3 separate regions of the Mus musculus genome follow, and regions 2 and 3 are each linked to region 1. The links are chromatin contacts, called in public HiChIP or PLAC-seq maps. All regions are on one chromosome and are shown on one strand. The core of a region is the stretch at or near the end of the contact, and the rest is flanking DNA. Distances in the headings are between cores, read along the strand shown. Region 1 overlaps Gm40562 (a long non-coding RNA gene). Region 2 has its middle 18 kb from the start of Gm31573. Region 3 has its middle 26 kb from the start of Gm31573.

Region 1 (3,352 bases), core at 621-3,120:
CCAGTCCAAGTCATTAATTCTGCTTATAACTTTAGACACCGATGAGGGTTGGGGCACAATAGTAGGGCACTTGCTTGGCAGAGACCCACATCCAACCGCTTTTCAACCTGATCCAGTTAGCCTCTCAAACCTTCCCATATATTCTGCCTTGAAGCCCACTGCAGGAACCTCTGGTCTATGAGACCTGTGGCCAGCAGACACCTATGACAGCAAACAAGTTCAGGATGCAGAGACTTCCTCCTCCACACTGAGGTGGCTCCAAATGCCCAAATGGTAAAAGCAAGACAAGAGGTACCCTCCCATCATCACTGCTGAGGCAGGGGGTAGGCGGTGTTCATAGATCCAGCCACCCAGCCCTTGCCAACAGTGGCAGCTGCCACATGGCTGTACCAGCAGCCAGCCCTCTCCAGATTCTACGCCCAGATCCCTAAGGACTTCCTAATTTTCGTTCTCCCACACCCTGTCCCTAGCAGCTAGCATGGGAGCCCTGAAAGGATACTTGACATTAAGTTGTTCTTTGGCACCCAGAGCCTGCTTGCTAGAGCCTTTGGGGGGAGGGGTAACGATGCACCTGCAGGAAATGCCCTCGAGTGGGTGGGAAGCACTCAGCCTGGACATCCAATGGGCAAAGCCACCATCTCTCTGCAGCACAGCAAGCCAGGCCCTGTAACCCGCGATGATTGAGAAGACAGCTGCCTGGACTGAATTTGTCTTCACACGAATGACATTTCAAAATGCATATTCTCAGTGTTTTTTTGAGTAAAGAGTCAGAGGCATGGAGCTTGAACTCCGGTCCACATGCTTGCAGGGAAAGCACTTTACCAGCGAGGCCATCTCCCCAGCCCTAGATAAAGAACAATTTAAGATGGCAAATCTGTCTGACTGTACATACTGAAGCACGGTAAATTCATTTTAAATTGCAGAGAGTGCCCGTAACCCACTCCCATGGATTTACCCACTCTGGGGTTACTTTCTTTACATTTCATTGAAGGACACTCAAAGCTACAGAAAAGTCATAGACTAAGTGCACATCGCCTCCCTGAGCCCTTGCATGAAGGTACAGCCCCTCTCTAGATGGAGCCCCAGACTGAGCGCCACAGACCTCCACAGTGACTGTGCCCTTCCCATCGCACAGACTGCTGCCCCCCACCCCACCCCATCCCCATCACCACGGGGAAATGTCACTTGTCCTGGAATCTCATATCTGCCTTGATTCATCCTCCAATTTAGCAGCTGTGAGATCCCACCGCACCACGGCTTGGGTTGCAGCTTCTTCATTGCATTCTAGAATTGTCTCAGAGTGGATGTGGTGGGCTCCCACCCAGCAAGAGACCCTGTCTTGAGGCAATAAGGCAAAGTGATAGGAGAAGGCATCCTGCTCTGGTTCCTGTGTGTGTGCACATGGGTGCACAGCATATACAGTATACTCTCAAATAGATAGATAGATAGATAGATAGATAGATAGATAGAATGTATATTATGTTATATATTATATATTGTTATATATTATATATTTGATGGAATCTTAGCTTTGCACTAGCCTTGTTTAATGTCATGCAGTAGGCATTTAAAAATAAAACAACATTACATTCCTGTCCTACTCATAAAGGCTCTATAAGACCAATGCTGGCTTTTCTTTCCCACTTTATAGATGGAAAAACTGAGGCTTAAAGGAAAGCAGTGAAGCTAAAACTCAATTGTTGGTTCTGCTCATGAAAGAGCCTCGGTGTGAGGAAGGAAATAGCCCAGGATGGAAACAGCACCCAAGGAAGCCTCTCGGGAAGGAGACAGCGAAAGTCTAAGCTGCTCTGAGGCTTGGCTTGAACCAATGAATACCCAGAGCCCGGGATTTTAAAAGGTGCTTTCCCGCTTTGGGCCACTAGGCGGCGACAGAGCAGCGTCCAGAGGCGCCTGCGAGTTGCGCTGGATCAGCCAGCAGCAGCCTGGAGACAAACCAGGCCTGTGAGCAGGATTTTAGGGAAAGACAAGGTAGGAGCAGGCTCTGGCGAAGGATCAGAAACTTTTCAAAGACCGGCTCCCTTGTGCCTCCGAGTCTTGAGCATTCTAAATCACCTGAGCCCCCCGAGTGTCCCTGACCTCATTCGTAGGCCAGGAAAGACAGATGGGAAGAGGAAAGCAGGATCAGACAACAGGAGAAAGGGCGGGTGCTCCCCCCACGCTGCTCCCCTCCACAAACAAAGAGGCATCCAGAAGAAGCCAGATCCCCGGTCTTCCGCCTGCACCTTCCTGCCCAGCCCCTCTGACCAGGGACATTTTCCAGAGTCACTAGAGTCCCCTGTGAGACACAGGAATGAAATGTGCAGCTTGCCTTTCTTAGACGCGTTTATGCTTAGGGTCTCAGGAAGACACTAAAAGGGCTTTGAGACAACAGCCTCGGGATGTCAAGGGCACTTGAGGGACTCGGACAGCACACCTGTGATCCCAGACATGGAGATCAAGTTCAAGGCCAACCTTGCCTGCATAGCGTGCTCCAGGCCACTCTAAGCATGAGACGCTCACAAGTTTTTTCTCTGCCCTCTGCCCTCCACACCTTGAGAATCTTCAACCTCACGTGAGCAGCTGGCTTAAGACCCAATGGCACGGCCACCTTTCTGTAGCTCTGTCTGAGCACCAGACTGGTAATTCCTGAAAACTGGTCACTTAGCATCCCCAGAATCCTCCTGCATGTGCCAAGCGTGGTCTAGCTCTCCAGCTCTGGAGACGCAGAACTTGAGTTTATGGTTGTCTTTTGCTATGTAGTGAGTTCAAGGGCAGTGTGGGCTATGTGTGACCCTTTCCCCAAAACAAGACAAAGAAAAAGGAGTGATAACAACTCATTCTAAATATAAATAAATTCCAGATGAAGCCAATGTTCATGTGTGTATGCTAAAAAGCCTTAAAACGGTTTTTTTTTGGGGGGGGGGTGGCTGGAGAGATGTCTCAGTGGTTAAGAGTACTGGCTGCTCTTCCAGATGTCCTGAGTTCGATTCCCAGCAACCACATGGTGGCTCACAGCCATCTGTAATGCGATCTGATGCCTTCTTCTGGTGTGTCTGAAGATAACTACAGTATACTCATATAAATAAAATAAAATAAAATAAAATAAAGACAAACAAAACCTACAACATGCTTACATATAACTCCAAAATGGCAAAGTCCTCTCTCCAAGGATATATTACTCAAACAGCTAAGAATTGCTAACTTCTCATACATTGTGTGTGCATATGCATTTGTGTGTATCTCATATGTGCATGCCTGTGTGTGGAGGTCAGAGAACAACTTCCACCCCTGTTTGTTTGTTTTGTTTTGTTTTGTTTTGTTTTGTTTTTTAGATGGTCTTGCTGTGTATCTC
Region 2 (3,352 bases), core at 561-3,060, 240 kb after region 1:
ATAATTCATCCCCAAAGATAAATATTGAAACCCAAGAGAGGAGAAGCAGCTGCAGAATTTGCTGGGGCCAGGGGGCTGCAGGGAAGGTCCCCCCTCCAGTCCTGCCACTGACAGGGTGGGGGGTAGGGGGGTAAGTATGGGGAAAACCAAAGTAAAATAGCAAGCCCGTGGTCTGGCCTTAGTCTCCCGCAAATGCTAAGGGTCTTTCTTTTTCTTTCTTTCTTTCTTTCCCTTTTTTATTTTACAAGCCTCTTTTGTGTCTGTCGGACTGTTGCTCTGTCTTGCATAAAATCGCTTGCTCGCAATAGAAGTCTTCAATTAAAGTCACCTGCTGGTCTTTGTCAGTTGAACTTGATGCTGTCAAATCACGCCGAGTTCCTTAAGCCAATACAAGTCATTACAGAGGGAGTGAATAAGAGCCGTGGCAGGCAGGAGCTCTCTGTGATCAATTGATATCTTCCTTTGCCTGGGAGGGGGTGGGGGTCTCGGAGTCCCGCTCCCTGCCGCCTCATCCCCTCCACAGGGGCCTGCACCCCTGGATCCAATTAGACCGCAGCTCGGCGGGTCTGAGGGTATGCTGAAAGGCCATCGGTAGGCGAGCCCATTAATAACTCGCCGGTGCCCTGCGTATTGTAATTGTCAGTCTGCAATTTACAGTAATCCTCCCATGCAAAAAAACCCAAGTCGCTGCAGCTGATTGGAAATTCATACTCCTGTTTGAAAGAGAAAAACACAGGCCGCACGGGTTAAAAGGCCACAGCACACAAGTGTGCGTGTTGAGTGACAGACATTTTAGTACTAGCCTGGGACCATATTTTAAAAGGTCACTGAAAACTCTTGGCTTGGGCTCTCTGACAAACAATGAACGTCCTGGGTATTTATTTGCCATCTCTTTGTTTTTACAGCATGCAGAATAAATGACTTAAATGACGTTGCGCGGGTCTGCATATTGTCATCACGGGTTACAAGTCACTATTAAACTCCGTCAAATCAAACCAAACCCGGTCAAGGCAACGAGACTAAGAGTTATTTGCATTCCTTCTGTCATAAAAAATCATATCCCCTTACTCAAGACTTTCAATTCGTTATTAAACGCAGCCACAAGAGTATTTCAGGTCTGGCAATATAAGCCCGGGGAAACCTTCTCGATATAACTCAGTGTAACAGCTCAGACCCGATCCCACTAAAAAGTCCCAGTTGAGCGTATCTGGGCGTTCAATCAAGACATACATATTACTTTTAAATAAGATTAGCCTCTATATTTTGCTGCTTAAGTTAAAACTTTTCATGTCTTTTTCTGCTTTTATATAAACTCCAGCATAATTCTGTTTTAGCGAAATACTTCAAACAAATTAAAAACCTCAAGTTGAATGTGTCCTTAACAAAAACACTCTTAATGGCACTGCAACGTGTTTGCTGACGTTAAAAACACTTTCCCATAAGATGGATTTTTTTCTGCCCCCCTCCCACCTCCGCCTTTGCTATTGCAGCAGTACAGGGTCCCCCTTGGCTGCTCCGGTGTAGGCTTTGACCACTCACTCTCCACTCAGCCGCAGTATCCATTAAAAAAGAAAAAAAAAGTATTGAAAAAAAAAAAAAAAAAAGTCCTGTCTTATCTGCCTTCAAAGGGGCTCTGGGTCAATTGGGAATGGAAAGTGATCAGTAGGGTATTTGGGAGAATATAAGGGGAGATACTTAGTTTCTGTTGATGTGCTAAAATACCATGACAAAGGCAACTTGGGGGGAAAAGGTTTCTTTCAGCTCTTAGTCCATCACTGAGGGGAAGTCACAGAGGTGGGAACTTGAAGCAGCCATTCTGTAGGCAAGAAGCAGAGAACAATGACTTAATTAATACCTGCACAGCTCAGCTGTCTTTCTCCAGTCTTATAGGTTGGAAAACCACACCTAGGGAATGGCGCCACCCAGAGTGGGTGAGACTTCCCTCATTGATTAATGTAACCCTAGAATTTCTCTGGGACTGGTGTTGACTGTGTCCTAGAAACAGTCATCAGGGCCCCTTCAGAAGTGAAGCTCACAGAGAACAGCTTCACCCCATGGTACAGCAGGCAGATGGCTGAAACTTTACCTGAAACCCTGCCTGTGAGTGAGGGTGGGGCCTGTGAGTGAGGGTGGAGCATGTGGGTATGGGTGGGGTCTGTGGGTGAGTGGGTGTGGGGCCTGTAAGTGTAGGTGGGGTCTGTGAATGTGGATGGAGCCTGTGGGTGAGTGGGTCCTGTGAGTGAGTGTGGGTGGGGCCTGTGGTGTGGGTGGGGCCTGTGAGTGTGGGTGGGGCTTGTGAGTGTAAGTGGGGCCCAGGAAGGTGAATGGCTGCCAATGCTACAGCAGGGCTACCCTCTAGGGCAAAGATGCAAGGGTTTGGATCAGTAATGAGGGCTCCCCCTCAATGAACTGAGTTCATGGAGATAGGTCCTAGGTAGGCTGATGGGGTAGAACTTTTACAAGCCAATCCAGACCTTCCTGAGAGGAAAGCTATGGAGTTTGGGGGCATTGGTCTTGTGGGCAGCAAGCAGCCAGGCACCTGCATCTACAAGATGGTGAAAGCTGCCAGCAGCTATGGGGCACAAGAGAAATCAGAGGCCAGGTGAGCCCTTCACTGCAGGGGAACCCTGACTACAGCTTTGGAGACTCTAGAGAGACCCCCACCTAGGCTGTCCTGGGACGCCATAAGAGGGAGAGTGTGAACTAGCATATGTGTATTCTCAGCCACTAAGCAGGGGGCTTGTGATGTGGCAACAGAAAGCAAACACTCATGGCGTAATGGAGTCACAGCTTCCTGACCAGCAAGTACACTAAAGCTGTTTCTCAGCCCCACGTATCAACTCCCTCCTCGTATGGCAATCCAAACATCACATCGCTTTAAGGCCTCTTGTTCTTAAAGACATTTATATAAATAATCTACTTCTTTCTTAATTTGGCTGTCACTGTGTTCTCTAAAACAAATATCTTTCCCTTTTTAAAGGCCCCAAACAGGCAGCACGCTTGACATCAGTATAAAATTCCTCTTGTTAAGCCCACAAAAATTAACACCTTATGAGAAAAGCTGTACCTTTAAAAAAAACACCTGACCAAATATTTCATAAAAGCAACACACAGCAAATTCCTAAGGTGGATTCTCTGGATTTACAACCATCAAACTATATTAAACTTAACAATATCAAGATTTATTCCCTATTAAGTGGAGCCTCGTTTTGGTAATAGCTCACATTTGGTCCCAGAAGGTCTCAAATACCTTCTGCCCTTCACCAGGTACTCTGTCATAACTCATAGCGAGGTGTTTCAAACCCTCATTATGAGGCCATGCTGCGACATTGGGGCATGACATACTTACCTG
Region 3 (3,352 bases), core at 527-3,026, 200 kb after region 1:
GACCCAGAGGAGTGCCGGCTACATGACGGTCCCTTAGCAAATGGCAGTCACAGACTAGAGCAATGAATGTTAAGACAGGCTGGGGCCAAGTGACCTCGGTTGAATCCTCTTCCTGAAGCCAGACGTGAGGCCAAGATAGGACTAGATGCTTAATTTTCTGGAATCTCGTTTGCAAAATTGGGGATAGCCCCGCCCCCTTTCCAGGGTATCACTGTTAAAGCCAGCCCAGTGCATTCCATCCCTCCCGGGACACATTTCCTTTCTCCTGCCAAGGGCTTGCCCAGGACCAGGCTTTCTGAAACTACACTATGAATTTTGCCCCAGAAGTTGAGAGAGGAGCAAAGAGTTAAGCCTTAACAGTGTACCTAACTGAGGGAAGATAGGGGTGTATATCCACATAGACTGCTCGCAAAGTCATGCGGGGGGGGGGGGGTGCGGGAGTCACGGCAGCTACGGAGCACTTGCTCCATCTTTAAAAAAAAAATCACAAATTCAAATTTCAAACACGTCATCCAACACAAACTTTGCTGCCGCTGGATCCAGCCAGAGCCACCATCTGCACCTCGAGGATTTGCACCTTGGTGCATTTTAAGGGAAGGCAGCTGGAGGGTTGGAAGTTGGGCTGTCAGGTAAAATACAGGACACCCAGTTAAGTTTGACGTTCAGACAAATCATTTTTAGTATATGTATATGCTCCAAATATAGCTTGAACATACTTGAAATCACTCATCATAGATCTGAATTTCAATTTAGCTAAGTGTCTCCTCCACCCAACCCCCCCCCCCATTAATCTGTCACTCATCAGAGGTGTCCCCTACCCCGCAAGCCCCCACCCTGCCAGCCTGGGTGCTGTTGCAGTCGATGGTTACATCAACCCAGGTGAGCAACACACACTCTATTTCCAGGTGCTGCGAGATGCCCTATGGGTAGTCACTGGGGCTTGTATTCCAGAACCTTCAATATCACAAAACCACCAAAAAGTAAAAGATGGCTTCCTTAACCCTGGTGAAAAACCCCTCCCTCCTCGCTAGGGAAAGTATTCGATCTCTCCACAGCACAACTGCAGAGGGTAGAAATAGCAGGTGATCAAATTGCAGCCATTGGATTCCTGGACTTGAACCACGGAACACAAATCCAAGTGGCTTAACATGAAGAAGGGGGGAAAAATAACTCCAGAGAAGACGTTCCGGTGGCGTGTTTAGGGGGATCCCCATCCAGGGCCAAGGGGGTGCAATGAGGCTCTGGCCAACATCTGGAAAGGCCATTTTGAGCCGATTCGAGTCGTGTGTGTGCTCTGGGAGATCGCTCAAGCAGGGAGAAAGGGCGGGGAGCAGAAGGACCGTGCAACAAGTCACCCAAGCAGGAAGGTTTCCCCGAAACCTGGAGTACAGGCAACGGCCCACTCTTCTAGTCTACACAAAATCTCTTCTGTGCTTTTAAATAAATGGAAGAGAAGGAAAAAAATAATTTTTGTGGGCCGTGCATAAAGCCAAAGCCAAAAGTCTCAAAAAAAAAAAAAAAAAAAAAAAAGCCAAAATGATGAAGTACGTGTCTGAAATTACCTACCGGTGCGCCCTTCAGACAAGCAGCTTTATGAAGGTCAAGTTCTTACCTAGAACACCCTAGACACTTGTCTCCCCGCCCATCACCTCCAGTATGCAAAGCACAAGTTGGGGGTGGGTGGGAATTAGCTCAGCCTGACACCCCTTCAGGCCCTTCACCCCCTTCCTCGAGTTAATTTCCGATTCTATTAAGCAGCGGTGGTTCCCCGCGGCCCCTCCTCCCGGTCCCTAGGCTGATTTCAGATGCGAGGCATAGCCTTGGAGTTCAAGCTGCCGCTGTGTAAGGAAGCCCACTTTGACACAGTAATTACAGGGCTTGAGCGATGCTTTACATTAGAGTATAAAACACTCATTAAATTAAAATTCTTCCATGAAATCATGAAAATAAACAGTCTGTCCAAACTGGCATCAACAAATTCGCAGGGCGCCTCTGCGTTTTCTCAGACCCGGGCCAGCTCCAGGCCGCGTTTAACCACGAAGTGTGAACGGCTCACACGCCTTTGAAGAGCAGCTCTCTGCTTCTCTTTAACGTTATTGCCTTAATTGTTTTTACAACTTGTAAGATTTTAAAGCTATTAAGCTTCAAAGTTGGGGGAGGGGGGCGTCGGTGGGAAAACTTGAAATGAGGACCCTTGTACCCTGCCCAGGTTAGGGGTGGGGGAGGTTAGCATTCCCCAGCCGATACCCTTCTGGGACAATGAAAATACAAGGGACAAGAGGGGATGAGCAATTTCTCCACGATCCCTTGGGAGACAGAAAATAAACCTCACGTTTCAAAAGGTTCGGGCAGAGGCAGAGACAGCCTGGTTTCCTCCACAAAAGCAGGGGGTTCAGACCAAGCGACCCCGAGGTGAACTTGGGAATGAACGTGAGCTCCGTTTCCATATCAGCACATGGAGAAGGGTTAGGTTCCGTGATTTCACCTTATCTCTGAGTGTTCCGTCCCATCAAGTGACCACAGACATCAAATTAGCAAGTATTTAATCAGCATTCCTTGGAGAAACGGGAAGCCTGTTAGCAAGTTGGGTCTGCTGAGTGATCTGTTTCTCGAAGTCACAGCGCTGACTGTGCTCACACCTGAACAAAGGATTTTCCTAATCGATGGATTTTCCTATTCACACTAGCCAGTGTGTCTTTGTGCTCAGAGGCTGAGGTCACCTATAAAATGAATAATCGGGAAAAAAAAAAAAGACACTACACAGATCCTTGTGTGCTATTGGACATGCATGAGCGTTGCCTTGTCCGCCCACAACTGGGAGCCTGGTAGCGACACATCCTGAGCATGCTCCCATGTTCCCCAGCGAGTTCAAGAATGCTGCCAGGGCTGCATTTAAATTTCTGTCAAGGAGGCTGATTCGTAAACACAGAACCATGAGCAGTTAGGACCAACTGGACTTTAGAGGCGTGAAGAGGGGAGGTTGGGGGAAGGGTGGCATGAGCCCTGCTTTGCTGAGTAGAGAGGGGTGGAGAAACGAGGGGGAGGGAAGAAATGACAGTCTTGTAACTCCTACCAGAAACAAGTAAACTGGCTTCTGCAGCTACCTGTAGAGAGAGAAGGGACAGCATTCATGACAAAGAGCCATGCATGCAAGAGAACACACACACACCATGACAAGTTTGATAAAGCAAGGTTTAAGATTCTGTCTCAGATAACTAGTCTCCAACAATACTTTTTTAGCACACCATGATGTGGGGAATATTCTAGAAAAAGCAAAGATAATCAAAGTTTCTAGGGTTCTCAAAAGGAGTTATGAGGAGCAAGCTGAAGGGCAGACTCAGAGAGGCACTGC

The links. HiChIP or PLAC-seq counts read pairs in DNA pulled down with a chosen protein or histone mark.
Region 2: a contact with region 1 is called in a CTCF HiChIP or PLAC-seq map of embryonic stem cells, with 6 times the contacts expected there. The contact joins two enhancer-like sites. A contact is called at or near these places in 1 of 39 promoter capture datasets (embryonic stem cells), 4 of 15 datasets of contacts at CTCF or cohesin (embryonic stem cells, large pre-B cells, pro-B cells and 1 more), 92 of 484 Hi-C or Micro-C datasets (B cells, the C2C12 cell line, the CH12 cell line and 47 more), 18 of 115 datasets of contacts at active chromatin or transcription factors (astrocytes, bone marrow-derived dendritic cells, cardiomyocytes and 8 more) and 2 of 9 other capture datasets (embryonic stem cells and embryonic tail).
Region 3: a contact with region 1 is called in an H3K4me3 HiChIP or PLAC-seq map of embryonic limb bud, with 4 times the contacts expected there. The contact joins two enhancer-like sites. A contact is called at or near these places in 1 of 15 datasets of contacts at CTCF or cohesin (embryonic stem cells), 3 of 115 datasets of contacts at active chromatin or transcription factors (embryonic limb bud and embryonic stem cells) and 1 of 9 other capture datasets (embryonic stem cells).

The regions. Positions count from the first base shown.
Region 1 is chr12:104,438,366-104,441,717 of GRCm38.p6, forward strand. Gm40562 (a long non-coding RNA gene) reads left to right here. Exons shown (of 4, transcript XR_872954.2): 4 at 1,652-1,793. Among named protein-coding and RNA genes, the nearest start is that of Gm40562, 6.1 kb to the left of the region's middle. Within about 2 kb of position 1,871, at least 14 of the 459 cell types and tissues checked have an H3K27ac peak or open chromatin away from gene starts, as enhancers often do. A contact at or near this core is called in embryonic limb bud, where this site is marked.
Region 2 is chr12:104,678,786-104,682,137 of GRCm38.p6, forward strand. No RefSeq gene overlaps it. Among named protein-coding and RNA genes, the nearest start is that of Gm31573, 18 kb to the left of the region's middle. Within about 2 kb of position 1,811, at least 9 of the 459 cell types and tissues checked have an H3K27ac peak or open chromatin away from gene starts, as enhancers often do.
Region 3 is chr12:104,635,430-104,638,781 of GRCm38.p6, forward strand. No RefSeq gene overlaps it. Among named protein-coding and RNA genes, the nearest start is that of Gm31573, 26 kb to the right of the region's middle. Within about 2 kb of position 1,777, at least 19 of the 459 cell types and tissues checked have an H3K27ac peak or open chromatin away from gene starts, as enhancers often do. A contact at or near this core is called in embryonic limb bud, where this site is marked.